Regions from separate parts of the Triticum aestivum genome. Here region 1 is linked to region 2. The links are chromatin contacts, called in public HiCAR-type maps. All regions are on one chromosome and are shown on one strand. The core of a region is the stretch at or near the end of the contact, and the rest is flanking DNA. Distances in the headings are between cores, read along the strand shown. Region 1 holds the start of LOC123084994 (strigolactone esterase D14). Region 2 holds the start of LOC123084993.

What was found. HiCAR-type assays count read pairs that join an accessible place to other places.
Region 1: a contact with region 2 is called in a HiCAR-type map of leaf, with 9 times the contacts expected there. The contact joins the promoter of LOC123084994 here to the promoter of LOC123084993 in region 2. A contact is called at or near these places in 2 of 5 Hi-C or Micro-C datasets (both in leaf) and 1 of 1 datasets of contacts at active chromatin or transcription factors (leaf).

Annotation. Positions count from the first base shown.
Region 1 is chr4A:38,293,454-38,297,084 of IWGSC CS RefSeq v2.1, reverse strand. It overlaps LOC123084994 (strigolactone esterase D14), which reads right to left and starts at 1,905. Exons shown (of 2, transcript XM_044506545.1): 1 at 1,153-1,905; 2 at 168-1,048. The coding sequence starts at 1,628. The coding sequence ends at 616.
Region 2 is chr4A:37,966,459-37,970,002 of IWGSC CS RefSeq v2.1, reverse strand. LOC123084993 reads right to left here and starts at 1,412. Exons shown (of 10, transcript XM_044506544.1): 1 at 1,159-1,412; 2 at 1-592. The coding sequence starts at 1,343. LOC123081705 (putative cyclin-dependent kinase F-2) reads right to left here. Exons shown (of 1, transcript XM_044504248.1): 1 at 1,777-3,544. The coding sequence ends at 2,393.

The DNA of each region.
Region 1 (3,631 bases), core at 656-3,155, 330 kb before region 2:
TAGCGTCGGGTGGGTTGTGGTTGGGGTTGGGCTTGAGCAAGCAACAGCGCACCAACCATATCAAAAGCTAAGCATCACGCCGATCATCACGTCTGCTCCGGTGGCCCCCCCCACACACCCACTTACCCCACGGCTAAGCTAAGCTAAGCTAAGCATCCCGTCCCAAATAATAAAAACGGCTCGTGTTAGACCAAGCCTATCTTTTTCCTAATCAAATACGAGTAGTACGTACGTACCCCGTGCAACTTGATGTTACAAAATGAGATTTCTCGGAGATAGTGGCTGGATAATAAACCCAGTAAAGTAGTCTGGTAGGTGCAGTGGAGCAGCGCGACACGCCGCTGCCTGCGAATGTCTTGTCACGCCCGAGCAGATGACAAGATGATCGCGTAGTACGAGTCACCGCCGGGGCCAGTTCGGTACGCGTACGCTCGGCTCGGCTCCTAGATGGGAGCTAGGTCAACTTCGTTATCCGCGCTACACGATACTCCATGTCCATGGTGATAGGATGGGCCATGCACGACGTGGACAACCGACCGCCACGCGTTATACTCATCCATAGGAGTAGACCAGAGCGGCAGTAATTTCTTCTCTCTCTTTTACTTTTTTCTGGTGCTAGAACCGGGCGAGCGCGCGGCGGAGCACCTGGGCGAGGAGGCTGGGGGCGCTGAGGTGGGGGAGGTGGCCCTCCGTCGGCAGGGGCTCGATGGTGGTGCGCCCGCCGAGGTGGGCCCTGAGGTAGGCGGCGACGTTGGCCGGCACGGAGACGTCGCGGGTGGTCTGCACCACCACGCACGGCGCCTGCACCATGCCCAGCACGCCGCGGAGGTCCGTCTTGAACACGCTCTGGCAGACGTGCAGCGAGATGTCCGGCCGCATGTTGAACAGCGTCCGGCTGAACTCCTGCACCGCCGCCGGCACGTCCGCGCCCACCGCCAGCGGCGCGTACCCCTTGGCCCACGCCTCGTAGTTGGCCGACATCGCCTGGAACACCTGCTGGATCTCCTCCAGCTCGAACCCGCCGTGGTAGTCGCTGTCGTTCAAGAACCTGCTCGATCGATCGATCGATTGATTGATTACTCCGGTCGGTTAGTTCGCCGCGCGTCGCGTGCAACGGTGCAAGGAAACGAAAAACTATAATTGACCACCCACCTAGGCGAGGCGCCGATGAGGACGAGCTTGGCGAAGAGGTCGGGGCGGCGGATGGAGGCGAGGATGCCGATCATGGCGGAGACGGAGTGGCCGACGAAGGCGCAGCGCGGGATGCGGAGCGCGTCGAGGATGGCGAGCAGGTCGTCCACGTAAGCGTCCAGGTTGTTGTAGCGGCGGAAGTCGAAGTGGTCCGGGTTGACGCTGCCGGCGCAGACGAGGTCGTAGAGCACCACGCGGTGCTCGCGGATGAGGTACGGCAGCACGCGGCTCCACGCCGACTGGTCCGTGCCGAAGCCGTGCGACAGCACCACCACGCGCTCGCCGGTGCCCACCACCCGCACGTTCAGGATCTGCAGCAGCTTCGCCCCGCTCGGCGCGCCCCCCACCATCGCCTCGCCGGAGCTGGACGCCGGGGCCGGGCTGCTACCTCCGCTGCCGCCGCTGCTGGGGCTGAGGGGATGCGTGGACCGGAGCATGAGACGACTGCCTTGGGGCCTGGGTCGCACGGGCGGTGCCGCTCCTTATATACTACTGGCTGGCTGGCTAGCTAGCTAGCAAGCAGCGGAGGCCATGGCGTTCTTGGCTACCTCTCTCTCCCCTCCTCTGCTTTATTCCCCTCGCTTGCTCTGCTCCCCTCTGGATTTCTTTCCTGGTCTGGTTTGGTGTGGTGTGGGCGACGAGAGAGTTTTGTTTTGTTTCCGTTTTGGAGGTGTAGAATAGTGTGATGATGTGCCCAATTATCCACGCCGCACCGGATAAAAAGGAGAGGCACCTAATAATTCTAGCCGCTAGGTTTTGTTTTTTATTGATTTGGTTTTTTGTGCGCGTGACAGGCCCAGAGATGTCAATATGTCATTGTTACAAAATTACTTTGACCCGCTCTGTGGTGCCTAACATCACTGTCTTCTTTATTAGCTGCATATGGGGCAATCGTACAGTTTTGTAACACTGTAATTTTTTGGTACGGTACTAGATTAAGGGGAGTGGCGAGTATATTTTATTTTACCTTTTTTACTAGCTACTATGTTTTATTTTACCTATTAGTAATGCTAGCGCTTGTATTTTCTTTCTTCTCCAATTATAATTGTGGAAATGAAGGTACTTTTTAGCAGGGGTTGTAACCTCATTTTAAGTACAGAAAAAAAATCTTTAGTAAATCGATTTAATTCAGTTTTATTATTTAATTTAACCACAATAAAGTTCCTAAATTAGGCTTTGCACCATGATTACTGCCAAAAATACCAAATTGTATGTTTGAAATTTCCAATTTTAATATAAGCTAAATATAGTGCATTTTCAAATGACTTGGTACCTCCTCCCCCCCCCCACCCCCACGAGAAGGCCTTGACCATATGTTAAAATTCTCCAACCCTTGCAAGACCATCCTTATAAAAGCAGAAAATAACACACATGTTCTTGTGTATATCAACTTTGTCTTCCTTCTACACTTGTCGCCAGTGCGCTGTGAGCAATGCTCGATGCCGCATCTGGATTTGTGAAAGACAATCAAAGATAAGGTAGTGTTGTTGACGCAACGCCAGAGCAATTGCTTGTCGGGGCTAGAAGAAATCAGCGACAATGAACTGGACATTAGATCGCTCTCGCAGAGAAGAAGGTGGCAAAGGGGCTAGACAACAATTCATATCCGACCATATTGAATCGGTAAGGCCTTACGTCACCACCTTCACAATGAAGGTGAAGTTGGTCATGCATCACCAGACGTTAAAGGCCAGAAGATAAAAACAAGAACTATCACATCCACTCCGCGAGGACATCGTTCAAGACCATTTGGACGAAACTTAGAAAAAAAATAGGAACCAAGATTTTGCCTTGACTGAAGTTCCGACTCTCTACCAACATCAACCAGCACCCTCGGGACGAGGACATGATGGGAAGATGTTATTCCATGGCACTAATGATGTCATCGCCTCGCCACCAACGTCGAGCCACCTAAACTGAGTCCCACCTAGAGTTAGGGTGACCAAATACGACCAATCCCAAACTAGGGCTTCCCCCACCTCACATGTACCGGAAGGCACCCGGGGGCATGTGAAACCAGCGGTGCGGATTTACACGTTAGATCTAACGAGCGGGCCTTGAACGTCAGATATACTACAATCAAACTAGCTAGTTTGTATATTTTGGCTGTGTGCGGATTGTTAGTGCAAAATATATGGTTCCTTGTTGCAAACCTCAAAGGTCATGGTACAGTGAGATAATAAAATGAGCCCGTAGACTGAAAAAACATCTTGTGTCGTTCTCGCGAGCGGCGTTGGGCTAACCCTAGCCTCCAACCCACGGTCGCTTCCTCCAACCTCTCTTTCCCTCCCCGTCACGGGGCGAAGCCCGGTTGGCGTCAACGGCGCCAGGTTCCTCTTCCTCTCTTGGCATGTGGCAGCACCGCGAGATGTGGCGGCATAGCGGGGGCGTGGTGCTGGTGCGGGGTGGGGTGGGGTGGCGGCTGGGCTCTCGGTCGGGC
Region 2 (3,544 bases), core at 163-2,662:
CAGCGGATCAAGAATCTTGTCAACAAAAGGACGGAAAATATTCTTAGGATTTGCATGGAATCTGAGAAAGCTTGAAAATTGCTCAAGCAGACAATTTCCAAGATTCTGAAGAATGGTACAACCCTTTTTCTCATTAGTTGAAACCTTCTGGACAAGATTAATAGCCTCGGTGACACAAGAGGTCCACAAATCCACGGGTGCGTTGAAGAAAGCTCTTGTATTGGAGGAGAAAAGAAAGGACACGCAGTGGAAAACTCGTTCAAAGAGCAAAAAGGATTCATGGTCATCACATGGAGCGCCGATTTGAACTCTGCTCAAACCATCCTTTGCAATGCAACCAAGTGGTTGAAGTAGCTTCAGAGAAATTGAGACTGACGGCTTCTTTTCAATGCAAAATCTCAGAATTTCCCAGCATCTATAATCTAAAACAGGATCAAAAGGCTCTGGAACCTTCTTAGACGGAAGTAGGATAGATTGCACCCAGTTTCCAATAAATGAAACCATTCGCAATAGCTGGATATTGTCCGCTCTATGGCCATGGGTTGAACGATTTGACTCGGCCTTTATAAAATTGAATGCCAGTTCAACCTTTCTGCATGATTTAGCATACAAAAGTTAGAATCACAAACAGCAAGAGCATAATAAGGTTCATCCAGGAATTATTCCCCAACTAAGAAACACTGGACTATGTGTTGCAATATCCAAGTATCACCAAACAGATGCTATTGAGAATCGGAGGTCATAAAAAGATACTGTATAATCATAAGCATATTTTCGCCTCCACAGAACAATTAAGCTAAAATCTGACCTTAATTAATGCAACTGTTTTTACAGAGTAATTATTATTGTTGTTATTATCCTAAGTCAACAATGATCCAACCAGTGCAGGTGTAAACTTCTGGCCACATGCCCACATCATCTCCCTTTGAATCACACAACTACAACGAAACTACATTTCCAAATATACTAGCTGGCTGAATCAGACGAATCTCCTCATGTAGCTACCTAGAGCAGCGCATCCCCAAATCCACGTAGCCGCAGCCAGACTAGAAGCACGCGAATTACTACAGAAAAATTGCTTCGATCCTACTCGGAGATTGGGCACACAGGGGTGCTAAGCTGCATCGAACCGCAAGCGGGGGGCAGCGAGGGGATGACCTTTGGAGGGAGAGCCCCTTGCCCTGGAGGGAGAGGACGAGGTCGAGGTTTTCCGCGAAGCGGGGCCGGGAGAGCGCGGGCTCGCTCGGGCCCTCTCCTGCGGGGGGCGGCGACTGGCTCCGCGGGCGCTTCCTCGACGCGCCGCGGGGGCTGGAGGCGGCCGCCGAGTCCGTGGCCATGGCCATGGGAGCGCGAAGGGGGGCGGAGGGAGGGAGGGAGGGAAGCTAGGGTTCTGGGTTTTGCTTTTGCGGGAGCGTTTCGTTTTGGTACACCTGTGCTGCGGTTCGCACATGGCGTCGAAGGCGTGGCACGAATCTTGAAGCGGAAACTCATAGAAAGGCAGCAAAAAAAATGAAGGAAAAAAAGAAAATAAAAGTGGAAAAAATGTATATCAGAGCCAGATTTCGATCCTGCGACCTGTGGGTTATGGGCCCACCAGGTTTCCGCTGCGCCACTCTGATTCTTCTTGTGTTGGTATTGAAACTTACCTTGTTATACATATCCTGCCCTTCTCCTGCCTTGCAGACTCAAGTCTCTGCTTCCTGCTTCAGAGCTAGATGCTTGAACAGAGCTGATCCACGCCATAGTTTCAGTTTTAGTGCAAGGGTACCGCCGGATTGCGATGGTCCAATAAGCTCTTGAATTTGGTTCATTCTCCCCTGCAGGACATCTTCCACAGCTCCATGTGTTGAAGATCCGACAGGTGCCATACCAGGCACTCATTCTCCCCTAGGTGCCATACTAGGTTGAAGAAAGTATGTCCAGTTGCTGTACTAGTACCATTGCTAAATATATAAGTTCTCATGAAATCTGCACCAGCAAGACATTTTTAATATCAATTCATCCATCACTCTATAGATTTGAACTGCACATTTTTATCATCAGCTCATGATTTCTGAAAAACAACACAAATTGTGCAGTATAACTCAATAACAACTGACCATGTAAACAACATATGTCAGCACTGTAATGAATCTCTGAACACAACCTCGCAATTACACATCTCTGATTCTCTGAACATGTGCACAATGACACATAGAATTCAGAAAAGCAGGCTAACACATCTCTGATTCTCTGAACATGTGCCAAGGATCAACTTCTACTTGATGGATCAGCACTAATGACTCATGATTGTTGATGGCTCATCCAAGCACAATCACATCAAGAGAGTTTATGCTAGCATTTACACAGATGGCTCATCAAAGCACAGTCACATCTATAGTAGAGAGTTTCATTACACTCGTTGCGCTGCGTTCCACACGGCCAGTGGGATTTTGAGTAGATTCTTCTGGGGCATGGCCGGCGGGATGAACTTGATCCTTGGTGTCTTCCTTTTCGGAAATGACAGAGCATCGACCTTCTCAACGGCGTCGGCGGCGGAACGAGGAGCTGCGAACCATGGGTGCTTCAGCGCGGCGGCTGCCGTCAGTCGCTCGTCGGGGTTGCACGTGAGGAGCCCTTGCAACACCTGGAATCCTTTGTCGGACAGCTTCTCTTCAGGGAACAAATCCCGCAGCCGGTGCTTGTTGTGCCCCGCCTGTAGCAGCTGCGGCGCCTTCTTAGCCAGCGGCAGCGACGTGAAGCCTGGCCACGTCCTCTCGTCCGGCACCCCGAGCACCCGGAAGATGCTCCACAGCTGCTTTACGTCATTCTTTGTCTCGTCTTCCTCCTCGTCTTTGGGGTCGACCGTGAACAGCGTCGTGCCGGTGAGCAGCTCGGCAAAGACGCAGCCGATGGACCACGTGTCCACGAGCGCGTCGTAGTCCTGCTTGCCCAGGATCATCTCCGGCGCCATGTAGGGCGCCGTGCCGACCTGGTTGTACGGCGGCCAGTCGCACATGGACATGGCCAGCCCGAGGTCGCAAATCTTGAGGAGCTCCCCGTTCTTCCCGACGAGGATATTGGCTGGCTTGATGTCACGGTGGACGATGTGGCGCTCGTGCTCGTGCATCTTTTCGGCGCCGGTCAGGAGCTTCCGCATGAAGTCGCGCACCGTGGATTCCGGGAGCGGCGGGTCGCCGCGCCTGTCCCACAATAAAGACAGGAGGCTCGACGCCGCGACGTACTCCATGACGAGGCCGGCGGTGTCGCCGGTGGCCGGGTCGCACACCATGCCCTCGAAGCCGACGACGTAAGGGTTTCCGTTGCAGGCCTCGAGGAATCGTGCCTCCCGCTCAAGATCTTGGACGTCGGGGGGCTCCTCGGTGTCGTCCGGCGAGGAGAGGAACTTGACGGCCACGTCCTTTTTGGTGACGCGGTGGCGCATCCTGTGGACGACGCCGAAGCCACCCTCGCCTAGGCAGGCCACCTTCTCGTAGTCGTCGGTGCTCCCGATGGAGGCGCGGCTCCTCTTGCAGCACGTCGGCGATTGTTGATGTTGAGCCGT